Linked DNA regions of Mus musculus: region 2 is linked to region 1. A link is a contact called in public promoter capture Hi-C data. All regions are on one chromosome and are shown on one strand. Each heading gives the region's core, a stretch centred on a gene start, on an enhancer-like site or on the middle of the called end of the contact. The rest is flanking DNA. Distances are from core to core; before and after follow the strand shown. Region 1 overlaps Rubcnl (RUN and cysteine rich domain containing beclin 1 interacting protein like). Region 2 holds the start of Cpb2 (carboxypeptidase B2 (plasma)).

Region 1 (7,006 bases), core at 2,288-4,787:
GGTCCTCTACATGCAAACACATATGTGTACATACACATCTACTACATACAGAGGCACGCATCACATGAACATATTACACACAGTCATAAACTACACACACAAACACACACAAAATAATTTGTGTTCAGTGAGAGGAGATGTGCCATAAAGAGTGTAGTTCCATTGTGTGCACAATGTATCCTAGTGTGACCAGTGTCAGAATGTGGCCCCATTGTGTGCACAATGTATCCTAGTATGACTGGTGTCAGAGTATAGTCCCATTGTGTGTGCAATAGATTCTAGCGTGACTGGTGTGAGAGGTGTGGAGCAGGGAATAGGACAGAAGAAGCCAGGGATGTCAGAGTGCTAAGCACCCGCCCCCGGTGCCCTAATTCATCTGGCTAAATCTCACCTTATCCACATCTATAGCAGCACCACCAACTAAGTGTTCAAACACTGTGCCTACAGGAATATTTCACTTTCAAACCACAACAGAAGTGATTTCCTTAGAGCCTTCAGAGGTAAGGGGGTGTGCTCTAATGTCACTGTTCTGGGGACCATAATGAGCAAGGAGAACTGGTAACTGGTGGCTACTATCAAGCCCTTCCCCAAAGGGGTCTTTAAGTGCCCAGGAAATAGTACTTGCTCAATAAACTTTGTTAGTTTCTTCTCTTTTTTTTCCATTTTTTATTAGGTATTTAGCTCATTTATATTTCCAATGCTATACCAAAAGTCCCCCATATCCACCCATTAGTTTCTTCTTAATGTTAAAATGTTCTTCGGGTGAATGGGGCCGGGGCCAGAAAATGATAATAAATGACAATGAATAGAGACAGAATGGCGGAAGGGATACTTTCTCTTTCAAAAACAAACAAACAAGCAAACAATGTGGCGGCTGAAAATTTCTCTGCCTTGGTCCAGGAATGTGGCGGCGGGGAAGTTACATGGTGAAAGACTTATCTGTAAGGTTAGTGATTCAATGTATCCCTTTTAGCCTCGCCCTGGGCCCCAGCTTCCTGTTCCGGCTCAGGAGATCATTGTAGACACATCTGCAGGCATATAGGATGTTAGTCCCCGCCCTTAGGTCTAAACCTGTCCTGTTTGACACCAATCGATCCGACACTGTCCAGGGACTGCTGCTGATGAACAAGCCCTATTCAGCTCACTGCCAGAGGGGGACAAGGCAGAGAAACCCTTTCTCACTGGCAACATCCCTTGTGAAGGCTGCTTCCTTAAAACCAACATTTGAGGACCTGTCTTAAGAAGTAATGTCTTAACTGGTTTGAAAGGGGAAATCCTGGTTCCCCTTTCTCATGCCTCTAACAGAACCACATGGTTCTTTTCTGAATGATGCTCTGACAAGCAGACTCAAACAGAAATTGGAACTCCCAGCATGCGGAGGAAACAATGGTCTCACATCCTTGAGTGTGTGAGCCGCAATCCTAGCCATCGGGGATCAATCACATAACTGAAGTGTGTGAGGTAGCACTGACTCCTTCTCAGGCCTCTCTGCCTGCCTCTAGCCTCCTCTCATTCCAAGGTCTTGTGATCCTACCCCAGCCCACTAGTTTCCTGCTGCTAACGTCTGCACATCTGTCCATGTTAGGTAGTGACCAGGCTTTTCCTGAGAGCCAGGAAGCTGAGCTCTTTGCTATGGCCTTTCTTCTGCTATCTCTCTCCACACAGGTGGGAGACAGAGGCTATGGGGGCCACGATTACCCACAACTCCACTCCTCTTTAGAATGAAGCTGTGGATACCTGGGAACCTAGAATTTTCTGGAATATGGTACCAAGGGGGATTGTGAGAGAGCCAAAGTGTCATCGGGAGGGACAAGTCACACTCCTGAGAAGAACAGGAGGCAGAACCGCTCTCTCAGGAGCCCGTGAAGGTATCTTCATAAAGTAGGAGGGGAACGATTCCATCTCAGACATACAGTTTGCGAGCCGATGTTTGTGCTTTTAAAAAAAGGTTTATATTTATGGGGGCTTGGAGAGATGGCTCAGCACTTAAGAACACTTGCTGTTCTTGCATGTTTAGTTCTCAGCACCCACTTGGGTGGCTCACAACTATCCTTTAACTGCAATCCTAGGGACCCGATGCACCAAATGTGAACATGGAACTCTTACATTCATATAAGCAAGGCAGTTTGCTCCTGCCTCCCCAGTGATTATACTGTACGCGTACACGAGGAGTTTAGTGACTGGGCTATCTCCCGGGCCCCTAACATCACATTTGAAGACACTATTGAACTTTGCTTTGCCTTTTTGGCTGAGCCTTGGGAAGTCCCTTCTATTTTACACTCTCTGGACCTGGTTCTTCCTGCCTCTCCCAGGTCCCCTCCCCTCCCCTTCTCTGTAGCTGCCCTAGTGTATGTAGGTCTTCCTATGTCAACTACTAAGCCTCTGTTTTGTCCTCAGTGCACCCAGCACCCAATCCCTGCTGTCTTCCTGAAACAGAAGCCCAGCTGTGTCCCCTGGAACCCTGCTTAGCATTGCGCTGTGAGGACTGCAAACATCCTCCGGTCACTGGGCTGGGCACTGTGGGCTCTACCTTGCAGCTCCGTTCCCCACTAAATCCTTCTATCCCCCCCCCCACACACACACACACTCCCCTTTCCCTTTGTCAAAGCCACCTGGCTTCCCACGTCAATGCATCTGGGCTGTCAGTCCTCTCAAGAAGCTGCCCTCTTCCCTTTTCTTCAATATGGAGTCTGATTAGCCTTTGGGGATCTCCCTCCTGCTGCAAGAGGAAGCCATTTTGTATTTTGACAGCACCTCGGTGTTAGTGAATCTGCAGACCCCTCACCTGTCTTCCTCCTAAGGGCCCTGGAGCAGAGCCTGTACTTTACTGTCACCCAGGACTGGGCAGCAGTATTGTACTAGCTCCAACCTAGCCTTCAGCCCTTCTCCTGTCCCTCTCTGACATCTGGTTCACTCCCCAGCCTCTGCCTCAGATCTGCCTTCACCGGAAGTGTTCTGCCTCTCCTTCCATTTGTTGGATATCCCAGTGATGCCTCAGACTTGATTGGAAAACAAGAGTTTTCTTTTCAACGGACTTATTTCCCAGGGCCACCCAAAACAAACCTCATGGCTCTATCCCTATCCCACATTGATAGAGTGGCCTGCTCAGTACTGTTGATGGGCAGTGATCTGCTGCAGACTTCTGGTCTGTCCTCCTCCCCCACCCATGGGAGGCCAGGAAGGGAGGTGTGGTCTCACAGACTGCCCTCCAGAGTTCACTATGAGGCAGTCCAGGAACCTTCTTGGCTTTTAATGCCTTCTCCAGAACTTCTGTGGAAGTTTAGCTGCTGTTGTGGACAGTGCTGAGGAAGGACTGGAAGAGCCAGTGTTAGCCTGTAAGCCCACTTGCCCAAGGACAAGATAATTTCCTGGAACGCTGGGAGCGACAGTTCTTGGGAGATAAGTCACATGTTTTCCCTCCCTAAATGGTTTGTTTGAACTAACTACACCAGATGTGCTTGATCACACGTAGGCAGGGCAGGAAGAATGTCAGGACATATGCTTGCCCCCGATTGGACCCGATTGAAAACGAGTGAATTATGGGTTTCGTCTTCTACAAAATGTGACTCATTACCATTCCCTGGAAACCCAGGGGACGTGGTCAGTCCATCTTCTTGGCTAATATTTAACTAAAGCTTGTTTCAAATGTGGCTCAAAATTGTGGAACTGGTTTTTCGTAAGTGAATCTCTGAGGACCTCTGAGAGGCATTTAAGTCATGGGATCTCTGCTTCAGGGAGGGACTTATTCTACGGAGAGGGATGAAGTTAGGTAGACTCTCTGGTAGGTAAACCGATAGGGAGAGGACACGGATAGAGCTAAGAAATCTGGCGAATTCCCAAGATGGCCCCCTTCTTCCTTACCATCTTGACTTGAGACAAATGCCTGGGAGCTTCTGTCTCCCACTAGCAGAGCAGGCTCCCTGCTGATGGACTGTCTTGGCAAGTTCAAGGCCTGATCACCCATCCTATCTGTTTTCAAACTGACTAACCCTAAGGACAGGAGAACAACTCATGAGACGCTTTAGGAAAGCCCCAGGCTTTGAGAAGAGATTAGGTTTTCTGCTTTCAGAGTCTTTTTCTCTGTGTGTCTGCTGTGTGCACATTTCCTCATGTCACTTGGTCCCCACTCAGGCCACACCAGGCTTGACAGTCATGCCACCCTCCCCCTGGAAGCGTGTAACAGAAATAGTTGACAGAATATCCAGACAGAGGAGACGCTGATGTTTCAGTCTGCTTAGTATTCTCTCACTGAAAGTCAACCTCCTCCTCCTCCTCCTCCTCCTCCTCCTCCTCCTCCTCCTCCTCCTCCTCCTCCTCCTCCTCCTCTCCTGCCCCAACACAGACAGTAGGAGACCCTGGCGGGTGGGGCTGGGGATATCTGTAGCACACTGTTGACTGCCTTTGCTGTTTGAGAAGCTCAATCTAAGCATCAGCGCCAGGCAACATGATACCCAAGTATTATTGAGAACTGGTCAGCCTGAAGATATTCCAGGAAGGGATTTGACCCTAATTCTCCTCAAGTAGGAGCAGCTATGCAGGAGAGAAGGGGGAAACACGGGCTTACCCATGTTCTAGGAAGATGTATGTATAAGAATCATTAGAAAGAAAATTTCACCAGTTTTATAATCCACTGAACTTGGTTTATGTGCAGAGTGCCGCCATGTTAACCCAGATTCGTGTGTTTCAACACTTGCTCTCTACCTGGGGTCAGCTTACCATTGGGGCAGGCCTCTGGGGGTCTATCCCAGCCTTCACTCCCAGCTAGCTCTCTGCTTCCTACCTGTTTTGTATGCAGGAGTCTGCACCATGCTCTCCTCCTTGAACTCTGCCATTCCTTCCATGTTCCAGCAGAGCTGAAACCGTTAGATTCCAGTCAGGTTTTCCTCCCTCACATCGGCTCTGATGGGCATTTTATCACCGTTGTGAGAAAAGGCACCCCTATGCATCTTAAGGGATGCCTCAATGTTAAAGTGGTAACTGAGAGCATACTATTAAGAGCACTTTCTTGCTAGGAATAGTGACATACACCTCTAGTCCTAACACTCAGGACATAGAGACGGGAGACAAGTTCACAGTCAGGCAGGGCTTCAAAAGAAGACCCTGTCCCACAAGACAAAAACCAAACAAAAGAAAAAATATTTTATCCAAATTTACTTGTTTTAAAAATTCCATTCTTGGGGCTGGAGAGATGGCTCAGCAGTTAAGAGCACTGACTGCTCTTCTGAAGGTCCTGAGTTCAATTCCCAGCAACTGCATGGTGGCTCACAACCATCTGTAATGAGATCTGACACCCTCTTCTGGTGTGTCTGAAGACAGCTACAGTGTACTTAGATATAGTAATAAATAAATCTTTTTTTAAAATTCCAGTCTTTTTAAGATTTGGAAAAAAAGTACAGGTTGCATGTGACGTTCTATGTTCATATAGAAAGTCTTAATCTCTGCCCCTGCTTCCTAAATGCAGGGACTACAGGTGGACACCACCACGCTCAGCTTTCCGAGTCTCTATGTTCTGGATATATATCCACAAAGCTAGATCATGAAGGAATAGAATGGAGTTGTCTCCTCTGGCTCCCTTGGTTTTAGTAGGGACTAACAGGAATAGTAGGGCCTGGGGGGTGGGGGATGGCAAACCTGTCGAGCATGCACTCACCAAACATTGCCATCTAGAGGCAACTGGTCTAAATGACAGTTCACCAGGACCTTGGTGGGCGACTGAAACCATCATCTAGAAAGGAATGTTGGGGCAGCGTTGTCATGTACGTACTCTACGCCAAACCATGGAATGAATAAGACAGGAAACTGACATAGTCACAAAGCAACATTCAACAGTCGTCTTTAACAAAAGCTTGGCCAAACAGAATTCTTGTGCCACTTCCCTCCTTTGTGGCGCCAATCCATTTCACAAACAACACATCACCTTGTCAGTTAAGTTCATAAAAAAATAGGTTCTGTATTTAGCTTCAAAAAAAAAAAAAAAACCTATCCCAGTGCAACTTAAATGAAAAAAGACTTCTTTAAAAAAAAAAAAAAACAGCCAGTAGCAGCAAAACAATGTCAAACATTGTAAACAAACCCTTATCAACAACCCTATACCTAATAACAAAACTTCCATACTCCTTGAAAGCATTAAATGCGTACAAGAGGGCAATTTTGGTCCTCTTTTTCTTACTACAAAAATACTTAGTATCTGAAACAATGAATGTTACCAGGAGCAGACACAATGTGGTAACATCATGAGAGGTTTGGAACAACTTTGGGCCATCATGTTGCTGCAGTGGGCAAGCTCTCCAAATGTTGTCTCCGGGCTATGATCCTGGCACAGCGCGGGCATCTCGAAGACTGGAAACACTGTTTGTGAAAGCAGGCCCTGCACGCTGCAAGTGAGGAGATTGGTTGTCAGCAAATGCACTCCTTAATTTCTCACATACATATAGATACTCACTCCCATCCCGGGGAGAGAGGAAACCTGACCCAGAACCCGGAATCTTACAGAAAGAAACCAACCATGCCAAAACTCTCAGGACTATCAGTTAGTCAGCAGCTCTTGGCTATGAGCTCAGGAGCCCAATGGAGGTGGTCAATACTGCATCCTTCCAGATCAGCCCAAGTACTGGGGGGCAGTCCACCTAATCTTAACTTGGTGGCTGATGGCTCTTGCAAGGTGGCATTGCTTCTCTGGAAATGGGTCTAAATGGGCAAAGCTGCCTCATCCAGGGTCATGCTCTTTCCTTGACACCAGCCTGTATCCAGAGGTTGGTGCTGTGGACTTGGAACAGTGCTGAGATGCTACCTACACTGCTGCCCAGAGCTCAGTGAGATAGCTCGGGGCTTCTTATAGACACACCACCATGGAATCTTTCCCTCTTAGGTCTGTTGCCTGGTATTCAGTTACTTCTGGCCTGGAATTCCCTGGTTCAATTCTGGAGACCCTGTCCTGCAAGACTAGAGTATCCTAAGAAGAATCATGTGCACAGAAGAGTTGAGGGCAGGGTCCCCACCCACATCC
Region 2 (7,006 bases), core at 2,532-5,031, 190 kb before region 1:
AATTTTTTCTTTTTAACAAGAAAGACCAAGAAATTTGAACAATAGCTTCACTGGAGATGGTATTCTAACTTCTGCATAGAGACACTTTGTATTCTAATACAGCCCAAGGTCTGTCAGTTATTTCACAGTGGGCTGAAATAACTGACATTCTGTGTATCCCTGAGGAAAAATAATTCCACTATGTAGAATGCCCAGGGGCAACGAGAGATGAAAATAAAGGTGTGTTTTGTTGAATCTTATAATGTCTGGTTTTGTGTATCAACTTGACACAAGCTGGAGTTATCACAGAGAAAAGAGTTTCCCTTGAGGAGATGTCTTCATGAAATCCAGCTATAAAGCATTTTCTCAATTAGTGATCAAGGGGGGAGGGCCCAGCTCATTGTGGGTGGTGCTGTCCCTGGACTGGTAGTCCTGGGTTCTATAAGAAATCAAGTGTAAAAAGCCAGGGGAAGCAAGCCAGTAAGCAGCACTCCTCCATGGCCTCTGCATCAGCTCCTGCCTCCAAGTTCCTGCTCTGTGTGACTTCCAGTCCTGACCTCCTTTGGTAATGAACAGCAATGTGGAAGTATAAGCTGAATAAACCCTTTCCTCTCCAACTTGCTTCTTGGTCCTGAGGGAATATGGAATACAAACCATGACTAAGAACAAATCTCTATAGTGATAATTACAGCATTTGCACAAGAAATATTTAGTAAAAAAAAAACTTGCACTAAAAATAGAATAAAACGCATAAGCACAGAGGAAGAAGAGATAGATTATACATACATGAGTATATAGGTAGATAGGTATATTAACAGCTGATAGAGATAGCTGATGGAAATGATAGATGGATTGATGGATGGATGGATAGATAGAGAGAGATAGAGAAATGAATAGATAGATGGATAGAGAATAGCTAGATAAATAAAGAGATGAATAGAGAGATGGATAGATGATAGATAGATAGATAGATAGATAGATAGATAGATAGTTCTAGGTTGTGATGTTGTCATATGCTTTGCAGTGCTTGGGGGCCACTGGTGGTCTGTTCCTTGAGGTGAAAATAATGATTAGTTATGAGTGGAGGGGGCAGAACTAATAACTGAAAGAGAATGACTGGAATCGGGTACCCAGCCAGAGTGTGGCATTAACAAACCACATATGCTGTGGTCTACGATGCCCTCCATGCCCTCCTCTCCAAACCCTTCTCTTCCTTTCTGTCCATGTTTCTCATTTTTCTTTTCTCAATGGCCTGGGCTGACAGACTCCACTTAGATAATCATTGCACAATACAATTAATGACTTTGTTTACAAGATTCTTGCTAGTGTTTTATTTATTTATCTGGCCCTGAAAATCAACCGAATATGGAAATGTGGGCTTCAGTTGCCTTCCTCTTTGGCATATGGTATTTATGCCTTTATACAGGCTGTTTTGTGGTTGTAGTTCCAAGGCATTTCACGGATGAGAGTTATCAGCACGCGCCTACAAATCAACCACGAGGACATTGCTCCAACCCAAACTGTTATTAGGAAAATGATCACGGCAAGAAAAGTGTAACAAAGAACAGCTTCAGGCAAATGCCAGCTGGCTACTGCTTTCTGGAAAGGTTTAAATTCTAACCCCCAGAAATAAGAATTTATCAAAGGCTGTCACTCTGAATGAAATTAGATTTTTCTTTTAGTGGTAGTAATGGCTTACTCTTGAAAAAGCTCAGAAACACTGGGGGAGGGGGTTCATTTTATTATTTCTAGTGCAGGGGTGAGAGTTCGGAGCTCGGGGATGCTTCTGTCTCCAACATGGCCCCTCCTTTTCCTCTCACTCACAAGTAGGTCCTCCAGGTATGTGCAAGCACTAACTGTTTTCCATGTAGTATTAGTTGGCTAACTGTAACCATTTTCTCATCCTACTCTTCAAGCATACCTGTCTGTAGATTTCAGAGTGCATGCCGCAGCAAAGGATGTAAGAACCACGTGCGAGCGAGTTTTCTCCCTCGTGCCCATACCATTTCCCTTTGCCCGTCTCTTTCATTTGCATTATTTAGCTCCACTGAATAGGCACAGGCTTGATGATTTTGTAAAGATACGGTAAGATCTTTCCGTGTCTTGTGTTGCGATGAGTACCTTGTGTAATTTAGTATAGAATCATCATGGCAGCCTGGAGCCAGCTCAGTAGTGCACATCTGCAGTCCAGGCACATCGACTTGAGAGGCTTGGGCAGGAGATGAGAAATTCAGAGTCTACTTGGGTAACATAGAGAAGCCATTTGATAAAGTTGGGGCAGGGGAGGGGAGGGGAGGGGAGGGGAGGGGAGGGGAGGGGAGGGGAGGGGAGGGGAGGGGAGGGGGAGAACAGATCCCAAGTATAGGACAGGTATTTAAATAGCAGCATTGTGTCCAGCCTAGTACATGAGTCAAACACACTCCTAAATCACAAGAGATTTCTGCCCCCACCACTCAAAGACAATGATGTTGCCTCTACAGGAACTGGGTTAGGGTTAGGGTCAGGGTTACGGTTACAGTTAGGATTAGGGTTAGGGTCAGGGTTACGGTTACGGTTACGGTTAGGGTTAGATGATGTTATCAGAGTTGCTGCTACCTTCTAACAAAAGACAGTCATCAAGTTATGGAATATTAGAACCTACAAAGATCCTAAAATCATACTTACTTAACTATTAATAAAATATAGATGCACGAGTCACCAACTGTTCTAGCACTTCTGATCTTTGTATGAACTCATTAACAGCCAGTCTCTCACAATGGAATTTACTGCTTGCTACTTGACAATCACACTGAACAAAAGAGAATCAGCCAGCTATCCTAAACACAGCTTCAGCTGTACAACATTACCTGAATGAGTGAACATTCTATGGGTTTTCTAACTCAGAAAAGATTTTGACGCATAGACTTTTCCCCACCCAGACAGATCAAGTGCTGTCTCTCCCTGCGATTCTGTAAGAAGAAGACAAGGGCCCATCTCAGAGACAACTGGAAAAGGGTTATAGATACAAAACAAAAAAAAAGTATCACCATCCCAAAGTTATATGTCAATTTTAAAGCTTAGCCTCGCCTAGTTAATAATAATAACCAAGCAGGTATGCTGCAACTGTTATCCCATGTATTCAGTGTGCTCTAACATTTATTCATTTGTGTCCTAATTAGTTTACGGTCAAAGATTCTCAGGAAATCACTCCAACGAAGCTAATGAAGAAATAGCTAAGTTCTTCTATCCGTCCATTGTAACTCAGCACCCTCTCTCGGTCTCTGCTCAATGACTGTGTGTAATCCAGGTCTATTTCATACCTTTACCTTTAGCCTCTCCTATGCTCTATGAACAAGATTAAAACTTATTTATTTAGTTCATATATCTATGTGTTAAGGCAGGAAGAATATAAATCATGTGTTATGTGAAGGTACAGGCGATTCGTCAAGGTCCGATTTGTTTATTTAATCTCCATAGCCTCTGAGTATACTTATCACACTGGTAAAATGAAAGCAGAAAATGGAAAAAAAAAGTACTACTGATACCCTGTTATACCCAAACGACTTCAAGTCTCTGAAGGAACTGGCCTCTACCCAGTTGGCTCTCTATCCCAGGACACTACTTCTGCTCTGTGAGAGGCACACAAGTGGGAAGGACCCAGCCCGCCTAGGCCCCTGGTGTTACCTCTGAAAGGCGAAGCCATGCTGCTCATAGAGGATGATGGCTACCAGGATTCCAAGGCCATGAAGCTTCATCCCAACAGTGACTTGTGAGCAAGCCCTTGGGGAGAAAGTCCCAGGTAACTAATTGCCTAAGAGCCTTCTTTGCACACTGGTTAAAGTGTAACAGTGGGCTCCCTCTGGCTCCCGCAGCTCAGTTTACTGAGCCTCCACTCCCACAGTCTAAAAGAAACATACACGTACAATTAGTTAGGTCGTCTGATATCTGAACCCTCAAAAAACCAAAACAACAAATCATGATGATGAGCTCAACCATTGTGTTTAATTTAGACAATTTTAATCCTGGCATTGTGGCATGACGTCATGAAAGTCATGCAATTGAACTAAACAAACTCAAAAAGGTTCATGCTTTTAGTAAATTTCTGATTTTGCTTTGGGCCTCTTATAAATGCATTGTAGCAATTTGCTAAACACATGAAACTCAAGGAGAATGAAGACTGAAGTGTGGACACTATGCCCCTCCTTAGATTTGGGAACAAGACACCCATGGAAGGAGTTACAGAGACGGAGTTTGGAGCTGAGATGAAAGGATGGACCATGTAGAGACTGCCATAGCCAGGGATCCACCCCATAATCAGCATCCAAACGCTGACACCATTGCATACACTAGCAAGATTTTATTGAAAGGACGCAGATGTAGCTGTCTCTTGTGAGACTATGCCGGGGCCCAGCAAACACAGAAGTGGATGCTCACAGTCAGCTAATGGATGGATCATAGGGCTCCCAATGGAGGAGCTAGAGAAAGTAGCCAAGGAGCTAAAGGGATCTGCAACCCTATAGGTGGAACAACATTATGAGCTAACCAGTACCCCGGAGCTCTTGACTCTAGCTGCATATATATCAAAAGATGGCCTAGTCGGCCATCACTGGAAAGAGAGGCCCATTGGACTTGCAAACTTTATATGCCCCAGTACAGGGGAATACCAGGGCCAAAAAGGGGGAGTGGGTGGGCAGGGGAGTGGGGGTGGGTGGATATGGGGGACTTTTGGTATAGCATTGGAAATGTAAATGAGTTAAATACCTAATAAAAAATGGAAAAAAAAAAAAAAAAAAAAAGAAAAGAAAAAAAAAAAATAAATGCATTGTAGCTTGTGGATAGCCGGGTAGACACACCTAGGAGATAATTAATCCCTCAGAGAAGGCCTGGAATATTCTCAGAGGATATGATCTGATTCACGGAAGACTCACAGTCATGAAGACTGCCGAGACGATCCTGGTCCATGTCATGGAGAAGCCTCAGTGCAGAAGAATGCTTTCTTCCTCTGACTGTGTCCTTGTCAACATTTTCAACTTAGGTGAAGATAGAAGGTGAGTTTGCAAAATGTGGCTTAAAAAGCTGAGCAGCAGGGTCTGTGTAGAGAAGACTCTAGAGTCTCCATTAAAAATACCGTTCTTCTTCTCTTTTCTCTTCTTTTTTTTTTTTTTTTTTTTTTGGTTTTTCGAGACAGAGTTTCTCTGTATAGCCCTGGCTGTCCTGGAACTCACGCTGTAGACCAGGCTGGCCTCGAACTCAGAAATCCACCTGCCTGCCTCTGCCTTTCAAGTGCTGGGATTAAAGGCGTGCACCACCACTTGCCCAGCAAAAATATCTTTCTTTAACCATAAGGAAAGATAGGCCCAGTATCATGGGGCTGGTACAAGCAGTAAAGAGTTTAGGCAGGCTCTGGGTTATGTTTGTTCAGAGAACGTCATCAAGGTAGCCACTATCTCAATGAAGGCCCTCCACCCATCACTGAGCACCATCTGACATTCGGTTCAGTCTCAGGTGGCATCTGCACTCTGTAAGCAGACAGAGTCCTGACAGCCTTCCCCACATACCGGCTTGTAAATACACTAAAATGTTCCTGAGATTAGGGCAGGGAAATTTACAAATGAGTCCATCCAGTTTTTCCACAACAGACACCTGGGGGTAGGGGTGGGGGGTGGGGGTGGGGGTGGGGGGACGTTTCAGTCTTCCCCTGAGATTTAAAGCCACCAAAGCAAAGTCACTGGGTTAAGATGACTTCCCCTGAAAATGGTTTCTGTAAAGCAAATCACAGGTAGAATAGATCATAAATCGGTGGTTTTGCTCTCCCACAGGCATGTGTGGAGAGATGGCAGAGAAGCGATGGTGAGAGAGAGAGATATTTATCTGCATAAACCTTTTGAGTAGGGCATGCTGTGTTTTCACATCCCCAAAATAAAGGAACATAAATTCAAATGATGAATACAAACAAGAGCAAATAAATCTGGGTTTCAAGTAAATAACAGACACAGAGATGAGGAGGAGGAGGAAGGGGAGGTGGAGGGGAAGGGGAGGAGTGGAGGGGGAGGAGGGGGAGGGGGGAAGGAGAAGGAAACTAGCCCAAGTAACTCTTCCTTTTCATTGAAAACAAACCTTTTTTTTTTTTTTTCATACAACATACTCTGGTCATGGCATCCCCTTCCTCATCTCTTCCCAGGTTTTCCCCACCTCCCGTCCTTCCACCTCCATCCATCCTTCCCCTTTCTTTTTAGAAAACAAAACAGGCAAACTAAAAAACAAACAAGCAAAGCAGGATAAAACAAAGAAAAAGCACAACACACACACACCATAAAAACACAAAATCAGAAACCATAATATACACTCTAAAAACCAGTAAGGCGAAACAAAACAAAACAGCCCAAACAAAGCAATATGAGGAAAAAAAAAGAAAAAAAGCTACAAAACCCACTGGTGAGTTCCTTTTGAGCTGCTCATCTACTGCTGGACATGGAGCCTGCCCTTAAGTGTGGTTTGTATATCCAGTGAGACGCCATTGAAGAAAGCTACCTTTTCACTTCAAGCAGCTATAGCTTCTTGGTAAGGGATGGGAGCTCATGTCCAAGTCTTTCTCTGAACAAGGGGACCCCATCTAGCTTGGCCCTGTGCAGGCCCTGTGCATGCTGCCACAGTCTCTGAGTATACATTTGTACTGGATTTTAATGCTTATGGGTGAGGACCTGTGTGTTCGTATCTATTCACACGGATACATATGTGTGCGTGAGTTTTTATCTTCTGTGAGCACAAGAGGTAAGATTTTTTTTCTGACAAGTATAATAAATGTTGTGCTGTATATTTTGTGTTCTGTGTTCCCTAAAGATAGTATGAAAGTCAATATACTTTGAATTATAGCTCTTTCTGCTGAAGTAACTGGACATTTCCTTTAGTAACAGTCTATAGGGTGATATGATCTTTTATGTTCTTCGAGCCTGACTGTATTAGCTAGGGTTCATATTGCTGTAAGAAAGCATCATGACCTGCGGAGGAAAGGGTTTATTTGGCTTACATATACTGAACCACAATGCAC

What was found. Promoter capture Hi-C pulls out the DNA fragments that hold promoters and counts their contacts.
Region 2: a promoter capture Hi-C map of liver shows a contact between it and region 1. The contact joins the promoter of Cpb2 here to the enhancer-like site in region 1. A contact is called at or near these places in 5 of 39 promoter capture datasets (the C10 cell line, embryonic stem cells, liver and 1 more), 1 of 15 datasets of contacts at CTCF or cohesin (large pre-B cells), 2 of 484 Hi-C or Micro-C datasets (bone marrow-derived macrophages and erythroblasts), 1 of 115 datasets of contacts at active chromatin or transcription factors (the HPC-7 cell line) and 2 of 9 other capture datasets (adipose tissue and pancreatic islet).

Annotation. Positions count from the first base shown.
Region 1 is chr14:75,051,337-75,058,342 of GRCm38.p6, reverse strand. It overlaps Rubcnl (RUN and cysteine rich domain containing beclin 1 interacting protein like), which reads right to left. Exons shown (of 14, transcript NM_198642.2): 14 at 5,811-6,374. The coding sequence ends at 6,262. Among named protein-coding and RNA genes, the nearest start is that of Rubcnl, 39 kb to the right of the region's middle. Within about 2 kb of position 3,537, at least 34 of the 459 cell types and tissues checked have an H3K27ac peak or open chromatin away from gene starts, as enhancers often do. A contact at or near this core is called in liver and pancreatic islet, where this site is marked.
Region 2 is chr14:75,239,062-75,246,067 of GRCm38.p6, reverse strand. Cpb2 (carboxypeptidase B2 (plasma)) reads right to left here and starts at 3,781. Exons shown (of 11, transcript NM_019775.3): 1 at 3,643-3,781. The coding sequence starts at 3,713.